Regions from separate parts of the Rattus norvegicus genome. Here all the other regions are linked to region 2. The links are chromatin contacts, called in public Hi-C maps. All regions are on one chromosome and are shown on one strand. The core of a region is the stretch at or near the end of the contact, and the rest is flanking DNA. Distances in the headings are between cores, read along the strand shown.

Evidence for each region. A called contact is a pair of places that touch in the nucleus more often than the background predicts.
Region 1: a Hi-C map of frontal cortex shows a contact between it and region 2, with 1.7 times the contacts expected there. The contact joins the enhancer-like site here to the promoter of Nuak1 in region 2. A contact is called at or near these places in 2 of 12 Hi-C or Micro-C datasets (frontal cortex and mammary epithelial cells).
Region 3: a Hi-C map of the Rat2 cell line shows a contact between it and region 2, with 4 times the contacts expected there. The contact joins the enhancer-like site here to the promoter of Nuak1 in region 2. A contact is called at or near these places in 2 of 12 Hi-C or Micro-C datasets (the Rat2 cell line and frontal cortex).

The regions. Positions count from the first base shown.
Region 1 is chr7:21,701,448-21,705,522 of GRCr8, reverse strand. No RefSeq gene overlaps it. Among named protein-coding and RNA genes, the nearest start is that of C7h12orf75, 240 kb to the left of the region's middle. Within about 2 kb of position 2,037, at least 11 of the 93 cell types and tissues checked have an H3K27ac peak or open chromatin away from gene starts, as enhancers often do.
Region 2 is chr7:21,215,894-21,219,799 of GRCr8, reverse strand. It overlaps Nuak1 (NUAK family kinase 1), which reads right to left and starts at 2,071. Exons shown (of 7, transcript NM_001106774.1): 1 at 1,676-2,071. The coding sequence starts at 1,918. LOC120093542 (a long non-coding RNA gene) reads left to right here and starts at 2,362. Exons shown (of 2, transcript XR_010053193.1): 1 at 2,362-3,045; 2 at 3,406-3,906.
Region 3 is chr7:21,590,351-21,593,887 of GRCr8, reverse strand. No RefSeq gene overlaps it. Among named protein-coding and RNA genes, the nearest start is that of C7h12orf75, 350 kb to the left of the region's middle. Within about 2 kb of position 1,712, at least 8 of the 93 cell types and tissues checked have an H3K27ac peak or open chromatin away from gene starts, as enhancers often do.

The DNA of each region.
Region 1 (4,075 bases), core at 788-3,287, 490 kb before region 2:
TCTAGCACGACACGAGGAACATGGCGTCCTGAGGTAGCCTGCACACCAGCTAGCTTCTCAACCCAGTCTTACAGCATGCAAACAAACAGGGCTAGAGGAATGGCCTCAGCAGGGAAGAAAACTTGCTGTGTTAGCAGGAGCACTTGAATTCTAATCCCAAAGATGGGTTTAGAAAGCCTGAAGTGGCTGCAATCCTGTCTGTAACTCCACTGCTGTGTGGGACAGAGACAGGAGGATGGCTGAGACTTGCTGGCTACCAGCCTGGCTCCAGGTTCAGTGAGAGACCCTCTGTCAAGGGAATTAGTGCAGACTTCCAAGATCCTCTTCTGCTTCTCTGACCTTTGTGAGTCTCTAAACTTACCCACCTCCCCTGCTCCCACTCCACCCTCCCAGCACGCACACAAAAACATACACAGATACACAAACACACATACACAGACACACACACACACACAACACACACAGATACACAAACACACACACAGACAGACACACACACACAAACACACACAGATACACAAACATACACACACAGTCAGACACATGCAAATACACAGATACACACAGATACACACAAATGCACGCAGAGACACAAACACACACACAGACACACATACAGACACAAACACATACAGAGACACACAAACACAGACACATACACACATAAACATACACACAGACACACAAGACACACACATGCACACACATACATACACACAAACACACACATAGACACACACAGACACACAAACACACACATACATACACGTATACACACATACACAGACACACATGCCTACACACACTCATACACACACAAAAACATACACAGACACACACACAAACACACAGCCACACACAGCCACACACACAAACACACACAGAGACACACACAGACACACACGCATACACACACACACAAAAAACAAACACGGACATACACACACACAAACATACACACAGACACACAAAGACACACACAGCCACACACACACACACACACACACACATACACACAGAGACCAGAGATTTTAGATTTTTTTGATTTTTGTTGTGCACCTCTCAGGACTGAGCATCTCCACTTCCCTGGAGAGATGCAGGGTATTCGAGTCGGGGACTTGGGTAGCTTTTCACATCCAAGCAAGTCTCTTTCTTCACCCCACATTACCAGAGCAATTACTTCATCAAGGTTTCACATCTTTTGGTCACCCCTCCTGACCTCTGAGCATTCGACCCAGACTATGGGTTTGGATTAAGTTGTCACAGGTCTTGATTTGATCAGGGGAAAAGAAATTAAAATGGACAAAAAGAAAGGAGGCGAAGCAATTTTCTCTTTTTCAATCAGCTAAACAACACTTTGTGGAGACGGGGGAAGCGTCCTTCAGCACTGAAGCCTGTACTCATGATTGCCTGGAGAGCCCTGCCTGTGCCTCAGCCTAGTATCATCCTTGGGAATCTAATTGCATCGGCTTTGTCGTGAGTGCCCATACACATTTAAGAAGATTTATATGCCTGCGCTCCAAGAGTTCTAGAACCTCTCCTCATTTCATCTGCAATCAGTCTGACGTTGGCTGTTTTCCAGGCTTAATGGCTGAAAGGTCCCCTCGAAAGGGGGGGAAAGAATTCACTGATAGACTTTAATGATGTTTTGTGCGAGGGCTAATTCTTCATAAAAGCCTGAAAAAGAAAAACTGTCCCCCCAAGATCCAGACACCAACATGACTGCAGACTTTCGGATCTCCTCTTTGCCAGCCTTCCTCTCGGCCTGTGGACTGTCAGCAGTGGATCTGCTTTTGTAAATAGAGAATAGCTTCCTGACAGTTTAATGGGGTTGAAAAAAAGAATTGCCTTTTCTTTCACCCCATGTAGTGCTGATGAACCATAGTGGGGGATTTTCGAGAGAGATAAGATCCTAAATACGGGGCTACAACAAACAGAGATAATCTTACCACATTTCTTGCCGTAGTCTGTCTACCAGGCAACAGCAAGTTCACTTGATGGGGTGGGAGGAGGACCCAGGGCAGATCGCCAGCTGGACAGTCTGAAGGGAGGCGATCTGGGAGGTGGCAAGAGGGGACAGAGGCAGCAGCTGGTGGCCTTTCTTGGTACGCCCGCTCTGCTTCAGTGAGCCCCCTGACTGCCTTGGATGACTCCCTCTCTTCAAACTTTTTCAAGTGCTCTTTGCATCCAACATCGTCATCTGAGATTTGCTTTTGAACTTGGCAGTCCTTCTGTCTGCCTTTGCTTTTTCTGCACACGAAGCAGTTTTAAGCACCCTGGCAAATGCTAAAGGAAGTAGAACCAGGACTCAGAGACATGGATCTCACTCACCAAGAATGCTGGTTCATGCCTATAATCTCGGCCCTTTGAAGACCGAGGCAGGAGGATTTCTGTAAGTTTGAGGCCAGCCTCGGCTACGGGGTGAGGCCGTCACTCAAAACAAAACAGAATGCCCCAAAACAACACCCCCCATTGAAATTATAATTTTGATTACGAATTGAAAGTTTCCCCCAGCTTTAATTATAAAAATGGAATTAATAGTAATAACTTGCATTGAGTACCTGAACACCAAACCACAATAATCAGGGATCGGATGAGATGACACACATGAGTACATTTGAAATACTTTAGATACGTGCAATATTTGGTGGTTAGTACGTGCATCCCAGTACGAAAGATTGGCTTCCTGTTCATCGGTTTCTTCTGGTAACTGAAGAGATACATTTGAAGGTGGCCGCAACGCTTGCTGTCCTACTAGTTCTGTGTGAGGGAGTGCCGGCTAGAATTTAGCCCTGCTCTCAGGGCATCCCAGAACCCAGCACGTCACATTGGGAAGCGACTGCTCCTACCGCTTTAAGGCCACTATTAATTCAGGTGCAAACCAAACACTGCTGAGTTCAGTTTTGTTTCCTTACCCAGGAAAGTGGATTGACAGCCTCAACTGAGAGGAATCATTCAGCCGATTTGAGAAATGCTAAAGACCGAGCCACTTTTGCGTGGGGATGTTGGAGTCAAAGAGCTCCCCCTAACTCTAGCTGCTTTGGTCCATAAGCTAAACTGTGCGATTTGAGAATGTCACACAACCTCTCTGAGACTTATCACATAGCCATGTTCTTGCAGAGAGATTAGTAACATAGCCATGAATAGTCAAGACGCTTCTTATATTCTGGGCAGAATATGCTAGAAATCTATGCAGATAGAGGAAGTCTATGTGGATGGAAACAGAAAGACTAAAGAGAAAGTCACATTACTTTTTGCTATAGAGAGGAAGAAAGTGGGGTTCTGGCTGGCATAATGCAGGCTTAGTGCTTCCAGAGGCAGTATTTAGAGGCTGGAGGGATGGCTCAGCAGTTAAAGGCACGGGCTGCTCTTTCAGAGGTCCTGAGCTCAAGTCCCAGCAACCACATTTTGGATCACAACCATCTTTAGTGTTATCTGATGCCCTCTTCCGGCATATAGGTATATGCATATACAGTATTCATAGACTTAAAAATAAATAGATCTTAAAAAAAAGAGATGTCGCTCTTTACAAAAATGTACACGCAGAGACACACACAGACACACATGCACACACACATACATATACACAAACACACACATACACACACAGATGCACACAGACACACACAGGGACACACAGACACACAGACATACAGACACACAGACACACAGACATACAGACACACACACACACACACACACACACACACACACACACACTTATGCAACACCTATGTGAGTGCCGGCACCTGAAGAGGCCAGAAACATCAGATCCCCATGGAGCTGGAATTACAGGTAGTTGCGAGCCATCCTAATGTGGGTTCTGTGGACTGAGCTCAAGGCCTCTGAAAGGTAGTCTGCATGTTTCAGGATGCTTATGCACTTCTCACTGCAGAACTCCAACCATCTTACTCTAACCACCCACATTGCTTAAATCTCCACTCATCAGTGACCCAAAATAGAGGTTCAAGTTTAGCATGTGAGTCTACTGGGAGGCACACAGCCATGTCTGTGCTGTAGCAGGCATTGTAGACCAAGTGCGATGACTTCTTTCTCTAACCATCGCCTCACAGTG
Region 2 (3,906 bases), core at 822-3,321:
TAAGGCAATAAGGGAGAGGAGCTACACTAAGTTTTTGCTTATTCAACAGCCAGCCTGGGGAATATCACCTCGGAAGGAAAACGTGAATGAAGCGTGCTTCTCAGACTCTTCCATCATCAGAGAATACCTTTGCAACCACACACACACACACACACACACACACACACACACACACACACACACACACACACACAGAATTCTCAGCCTCTAAAGCAAAGGGCACCTGCGCGCCGTTGCTCCACAACTTGCCATAGAATTCATGTATGACAGAGCACTTGATATTAAGAACACAAACCCCGGGGCTGGGATTTAGCTCAGTGGTAGAGCGCTTACCTAGGAAGCGCAAGGCCCTGGGTTCGGTCCCCAGCTCCGAAAAAAAGAACCAAAAAAAAAAAAAAAAAAAAAAACACAAATCCCTCTCTCCAACACCTTGATAGCAGACTTTTTTAAAATGATAAAGCACATCAACCTGGACCATAAGTCTGAGAAAGGGAGGGGGGTTTATACAGCTGGTCACATATTTGAGATTACAAGAGCAAACCTTGCTGGCTGCAATCAGTTTCCACAGAACCATCTCTATACAAATATAAAATCAGACCAATGTGCTGACAGTTCGCTGTGCCCTTCCCTGTAGCCACTGGTTAGGTTTATAAGCAACAGCATCGTCCCCCGCCCCCAACCGTACCCCTAAAACTGCACACGAGAAGCGTCACAGTTTTTGACTTTGGCCCTAAATCGATTAAAGTACATCTGATAGGCTTTAAATCAAAGAACCACGTTCATTTCTGCCACACGCCACACAAAACTCTTTTCTGCAAAAGTCAGTCACTTTGAACCCAACTCTAGCCACAAGCAGTGTAGATTTCAAGGGCCTGATCTGCAGAGGGGGAAGGAAAAAGGACAACAGTCCAAAGTTGGGACAATACTGAGCCCCCGAGGCACCCCAGCAGAACTTCAGCTGTTGGGGGAGGGGGGCTCGCCAGACCCCTTGAACAATTTAGTGGTCCTGCAGCCAGGACCTGGTAAGGCAAGGGAGCCTGCTGCAAACCAGCTGTGTGTCTGAATGGCCACCCCTACCCTGGATATGTCATGCTTGCCAGAGGCCGGAATGCAAACTGTCAGAAAACCTCAGACATTCAGTAGTGCCATTTAGGTTTGATAGGCAGGAAGAGTCTGTCGTCTTTTGCAGCAAGAGCAGCATCGGGGTAATCAAGCATACCAGTGAAAAGACGCGGAGAAGTGGGACTGTGGGTGGATGGGAAAGAAGCGAGGGTCCGGAGCAACTACAGGACACAAGGCTTGAGAGTCCAGCTTCACCGCTGACGATACAAATAAGGAACTCCCGGGCAAGGTCTGAAGGTGTGTCTTTGGGGAAGACCCCTAAAGTTGCGAAATGTTGGTGAATCCTAATCACTACTTTGCTAGCTGGGATTAGAAAGGGGGGAGGGGGAGAAGCCCCCAAAATAAGTGCAGACAGGATGTAACAAGTGTTTTCCGAGATATACACCTGAGTCACGGGGTGCTGAAAGGAGCGTGAAGAGTCTGACTAGGGGACTCCTGCCAAGGCACCCCTTGGTGGAGAGATCCCCGGTGATGTGGTGTCCACAGACCGTCTCCCCCCTCTTGGTCCACCACGGAACTAGCCCGATCCCCTCCAGGGATTTCCCTTACTCACCACTCGGCCTGAAAACCTCTCCGTGGCTCTCTTGACTTTGCCGTAGGTACCTTTGCCCAGGGTCTCTTGCAGCTCATAGCGATGCTTCAAGTTGTGTTTGTGGTGATGTCGCTTCACCCCGTGCGGCTTCCTGGGTTCCACTGGAGCAGCAGTCGCCCCGGCCACTACCTCCCGCGGAGAGCCGGGCAAACCCGTCTCCACAGCAGGGCCATCCCCTGCCGCGGACACTGCCGCCCCTTCCATGACCAAGCGCCAGGCAAGCCGAGCTGGAGAGGGCTGGACCCGGCACGGGGGCTCGGGGTGGTCCCTGCCGAGGGAAACCGGGGTGCGTTCAAGGTCGCCCCCGCAGCAGCATTGCTGAGACGACCCGACCTGGCTCTGGCTGCCGCCGGGGCACTAGCGGCGGCGGCGACTGCACATCTGGAGTCCCGGGCGCGCACGCTCCGCGCACCGCCCCCTGGCCGGCCGCGGCAATCTGCGGAGCGTCCGGCGAGGTGGCAGCGGTGTCGGGGGAGGCGGTAGTGTTGGCGAGAAGGAGGGAAGAGGGTGGCTCCGAGCGCTGGAGGGGAGTGTTATGTGGGGCGCCGCGCCCCCCGCCCCCTCGCCGGGAGAACGCGCAGACGGGGCGGGGCGAGAGGGGAGCGCGGGGCGGGCTCCCGGGTGTCCCCACCTCCGCGCTGGGCCACCGCGCAGGGAGGGGGCGGGGTGCGTGTCGTCGTTCACTCTTTGTGCGGCGCGGCGCAGGCCCGGGCGGCGGCCAAGTCGCTTTGTCCTCGCCGGGTGGGGACGCTAGGTCCCGGGTGGGGTCGAGGTGGAGGGGGGCGGTCGTCAGTGCGCTTGTCCCCTCCCTGAGAGTCCCGCACTCACCCTCCGGAGCTACTGCGGGCGTTCCGCAGCTAGCTTAGGCCTATCGGCCTCGGATAAAGCTCACGGGGCCCTGAGGCCGCAGAGGCGACAACGCACAGAGCCAGGCGCACGCTCTGTGACCAGAGGCTGCAGCCTCCCGGGCCACCCTTCTTAATGTTTGTTCTGGTGTGGCAGAGGCCGCCAGGCCCGCGGGAGCTGGGGGAGGCCGGGGAAAGGAGGCCCAGAGGTGTTGGGTTACCGGCGGTGAGTCACGGTCCGCTCCAGCAGCAGAGGCCCTGCAAGCCCCCAGCTCCGGCACGGTCAGGGCAGCGCCCTCCTGGAGCAACCGCAGGGCCTGGAAAGTCCCCAGGAGGGATGCTTCGGGACCCCCGGCTCTCTCGGGGGGAAAAGGCGGAGTCAGGAACGAAGGGAGGCTCGAAGGAGGAACCCGGCCCTTCGCCAGGGCGCCCATCTCCCGGTAAAGTCCGGGAGTCCGACAGGGACAACCACCGAAAAAACCAGATGTAAGGGCCTGGATGGACCTGGGTGCCCTGAGCTGCCCAGCACCATAGAAAGGCCCCTTTCTGAGGCGGACAAACCATGGCTGGGATAAGCCAGGGCCTAGGCCTACTGAGCTATTCCTTGTCCAAACCAGAGGCCACTTGCTGGCCTCTTGACCCCCTCAGGCGATGGAAATTTTCCTTTGACTAAAAAGGCTAGATCTCACCCCACCAGGTGAAGGTCAGGCAGGAAGGCCTCCCAGCAAGGCTGCCCTGGTTCTCCTAAGATGAAGGGAAGGAAAAATAAGGCGTTGAGGGGGAAAAAAAATAAAGGTATCTTGAGACATTTTTCAAAGTAATTTCACATAAATTACATTGTTCCAGACTAGGATGGGAAGACCTGACAGGAAGAGCGTCTGGTGTATTCCCGCAAGTACTGGAGCTTCCTTCTGCAGCTCTCGGGTTCCTCCCGCCCTCCGAATTCCTTCTGTCTTCACTCCTGTCCACTTATCACCTTACACTGGACTCAGGCAACAGCCTGCCTGCACGAGACCCTTCCCCCAACCCCCCAAGCCCCTGCTGTCAGAGTCGTGGCCTGAAATACACCTCAGTACCCATTATCGGCCCTCACTCCTCTGCTCCGTTCTGGACTTGATAGTGGTCTTATCTCCAAACGTTATTTACTTGTCTTACTGATGCCTGAAACCCCTCTGCCCGTCTCTGCCTACCTTAAAAGCACTCACATAAGACAAAACGCAAAGGTCATGTTTATTCCTATCTGTTCGTTCCACCAGCCTTTTCAGGGACTCCCTGCGCCCCACCCCCACCCCCAATTCCTGAAACTGCACTGCTGTTAAACAGTCTGTAGACATCCGTGCATGTAGA
Region 3 (3,537 bases), core at 463-2,962, 370 kb before region 2:
TACTACATGGTTGCTGGGAAAAGCCAAGTTCAGTGCAAGACCAGACAGTGCTCATAACTGGGGAGATGTCCCTCTAGACACATACCTAGATTTCTAAGGATTTTATATGGCTGCTCAAGAGGAGCGTGTAGAAACATGTCGCTCAATCACCTACCTGCTGTCACTCCCTTTCCCAAGGTGGCCTTGGCAAACAATGCCAAATCCTAATGAATGTGTTCTACTTGAAGGGGGAACACCTCTGTTTTTAATGGTGCTGTGATCTGGGCTAATGCCAATGTCTGTTTGGTTCTGCCCCAGTTAAAGTCCCAGCTGCCCAGCCGTGCTGTATCTGAGAGACTCAGCCTTAAGTCTCCACAGACATTTGGTCTTCGGGAGCTTGCATTTTAGCCACTGTGCTTTGGGCTCTGCTCACATCCCTCCAGCTTTTCCCAGATTCAGCCTCCCATCCCTATTCACTCTACTTCGTGTCTTTGAAACAAACCAAAACCAAAACCTTTCGACGACCAAATGGTGCCGCCCCCCCAAATATTCTTAGAGGTATGGTCTTTCACTGGAGCATGGGTAACCAACCAGGGCTACACCCATAAAGACGATGACCTTTCCTCTCAGCTAACAATTGTCACTGGTTCCATGGCTAGGGGTGGGACAGTGTGTCCATCTTCCGTCTCCATGCTGGGACATGGTGTGGCTTGAGCTTGCACAGACTTTGTGCATCCTGTCACAAATGCTGTGAAATCATATGTGTGGCTTCTCTTCTAGTCATCTACTGTCTCTGGATCTTAGATATTTTTTTGCCCTCTCTTCTGTAAAGTTCCCTCAGCATTGTGTGTATGCAGAACATGTATGTATATGTATATGTATATGTATATGTATATGTATATGTATATGTATATGTATATGTATATGTATATGTATATGTATATGATGTATATGTAGTATATGTATATGTATATGTATATGTAGTATATGTATATGTATATGTAGTATATGTATATGTATATGTATATGTAGTATATGTATATGTAGTATATGTATATGTATATGTATATGTAGTATATGTATATGTATATGTAGTATATGTATATGTATATGTATATGTAGTATATGTATATGTAGTATATGTATATGTAGTATATGTATATGTATATGTATATGTATATGATGTATATGTATTTATATGTGTATATGTATATGCATATGTATTTATTGGCTTTAGGGATAGTCATTTTGAAGTCTCTTATTCTCTACACGTTGACCAGCTGTGGTCTCCGTGTTAATCACCATCCTCTGCACATAGAAGTTTTTCAGATGAAGGCTGAGAGATACATTGATCTATGGGTGTAACAATAAGTCAGTTTAAATCTCTCCCCATTTAGCAGTTTCAAAGTAGGGTTTACATGTATCTTATGCACTGGTGTAATTTGTCTTTATTGGGCCCGATGTGTCGAGCTTACTGTCCCCGACTTGACTGTTCTTCACTTTGCCTCCTCAGGGACATTTTAAAGATCTACCACAAACACATACTGATATTTTATTTATAGGACTGCTATTCCCAAATGCTTTCTAAGGTATATAAAGATGTCAACATTGACAGCTCTTTCTTTGCTGCGGCGAGAGATAATAATCAAAATGTTAGACCAGGTCTTAATTGATCTATGGGAGGAGGGAGGCCTGATTCCTTAAGGAAGATCTACAGTCAGGTTAGAGAAAGATGGGGACTCGACTGTCAAAAAGGGGACGGAGGTGTGGGGAATCTGGGAAGAGGTCTTCTGTGTGCCCTGAAATGTGGCGTCCCTTTTAGCTCTACCCAGGAAGCCTTCAGATTTTGCAGTCATGTAGGAATGCCTTCATTGTACAAATGCGGAGAAATCTTTCACCTCTCGCTGTGTTTGGGGATGGGATTGTTCTTTGGGGAGACATGAGGAAACATTGAGTCATGCAGCAAGAATGGAATGAGGCAAACCACACCACGGCAGGATCTGAAGTTCACCAGTCTGCAATGAGCAGATCCCAAGTCTCTGACGAAGTCTTCTATGGACTGACAGCCCTCGCGGTATTGAGGGGGTTCAGAGTAGTTAGGACTTGAAACATGTTAACAAGGATTACCATTCATAAACCTATCTTACAAACACTGTCTCCAGACATGCATACTCCACATGGAAACACACACACATGCACACACACACATATGCACACACACATGCACACACACATACACACACATGCACACACACATGCACACACACATGCACACATGGAGATGCATACACACACATATACACACATACACACAAAGATACACAGTCACGTGTTCCATATGCACACAGACACACAGGCACACACATGTAGACCATATTACAAAGCATACCCACACATAAACACATACACTAATACACATACATACATATGTGTACATGGGCATACATTCATAACATACACATAGATGCACACACAGATACACACAGAGATAAGAACACATATACATATATACATGCAGACATAAATACACACATGCACACAAAAACACTCACATCTACACTCTTTCAGTCTCTCTCTCTCACACACACACACATACACACACATGCACACACACACACATGTTCAAGAGAAAGCATGTACCCTTTCTCCCCAGAACTCTGTGCTATGATTCTTACAAGGATTGCTGGGATGAATGTGCTGTGTCACCCTGACAAATCTCTTCTTTCCATCTAGCACACTAAGGAATACCCTCTCTGAGCTCCACTCGGTGGGCAGTAAGAGTTTCACTCTTACTGTGTCATCACTGGGCTTTCTGTCTGCATCAGGTCTCTGTGGAACATTTCTGGTACCCAGCAAACGGAAAGGCACTGAGCTTGGAGTCTCATGAACAGGTTTATCGACTTTGTCGTGTGCCTTTTCCTGGAAAGATGTAAACAGATCGAGGAAACAGTTCCATCCAAGCCCAGCCTGGTGAAGCAATGAGTTCGCTGGGCTTACTCACCATAGCATGAGTGAGGGACTACTTTCTGAAGTGTGGGTGCCTTCGAAATATAGAAAAGCCCCACCCTGCCATGGGTGACGGTCTCCTGACATCTCGCTTCCCTAGTGGCACCTCCGGAGATGACACGCAGCTTGAGAAGAATTACGTGCAACAGAGGAGGGAGAGGGTCCATGAAATCCCAGGCTGTACGGATTCTCTCCCCTCCTTCTATGTAGGAAGCTCATTACTAACGGGCCTCATCATGCGGAGGGCCTCCTGTGGTTAACTGAAGCGGCTATCCTTAAGATGGTGTGGTGATCTGAAAGAAGATGGCCCCCATAGGGAGTAGCACTATTGGGAGGTGTGGCCTTGAAGTAGGTGTGGCTTTGTTGGAAGAGGTGTGTAACTAAGGGATGAGCTTTGAGGTCTCAGCAGATCAAGCCAGGTCACTTCCTGCTGCCTGCAGATCCAGACGGAGAACTCTCAGCTCCTTCTCCAGCACCGTGTCTGCTGTGTGCCACCATGCTTCCTACCATGATGATGGGGACTAAACCTGAACCTGTAAGCCAACGCCAGTT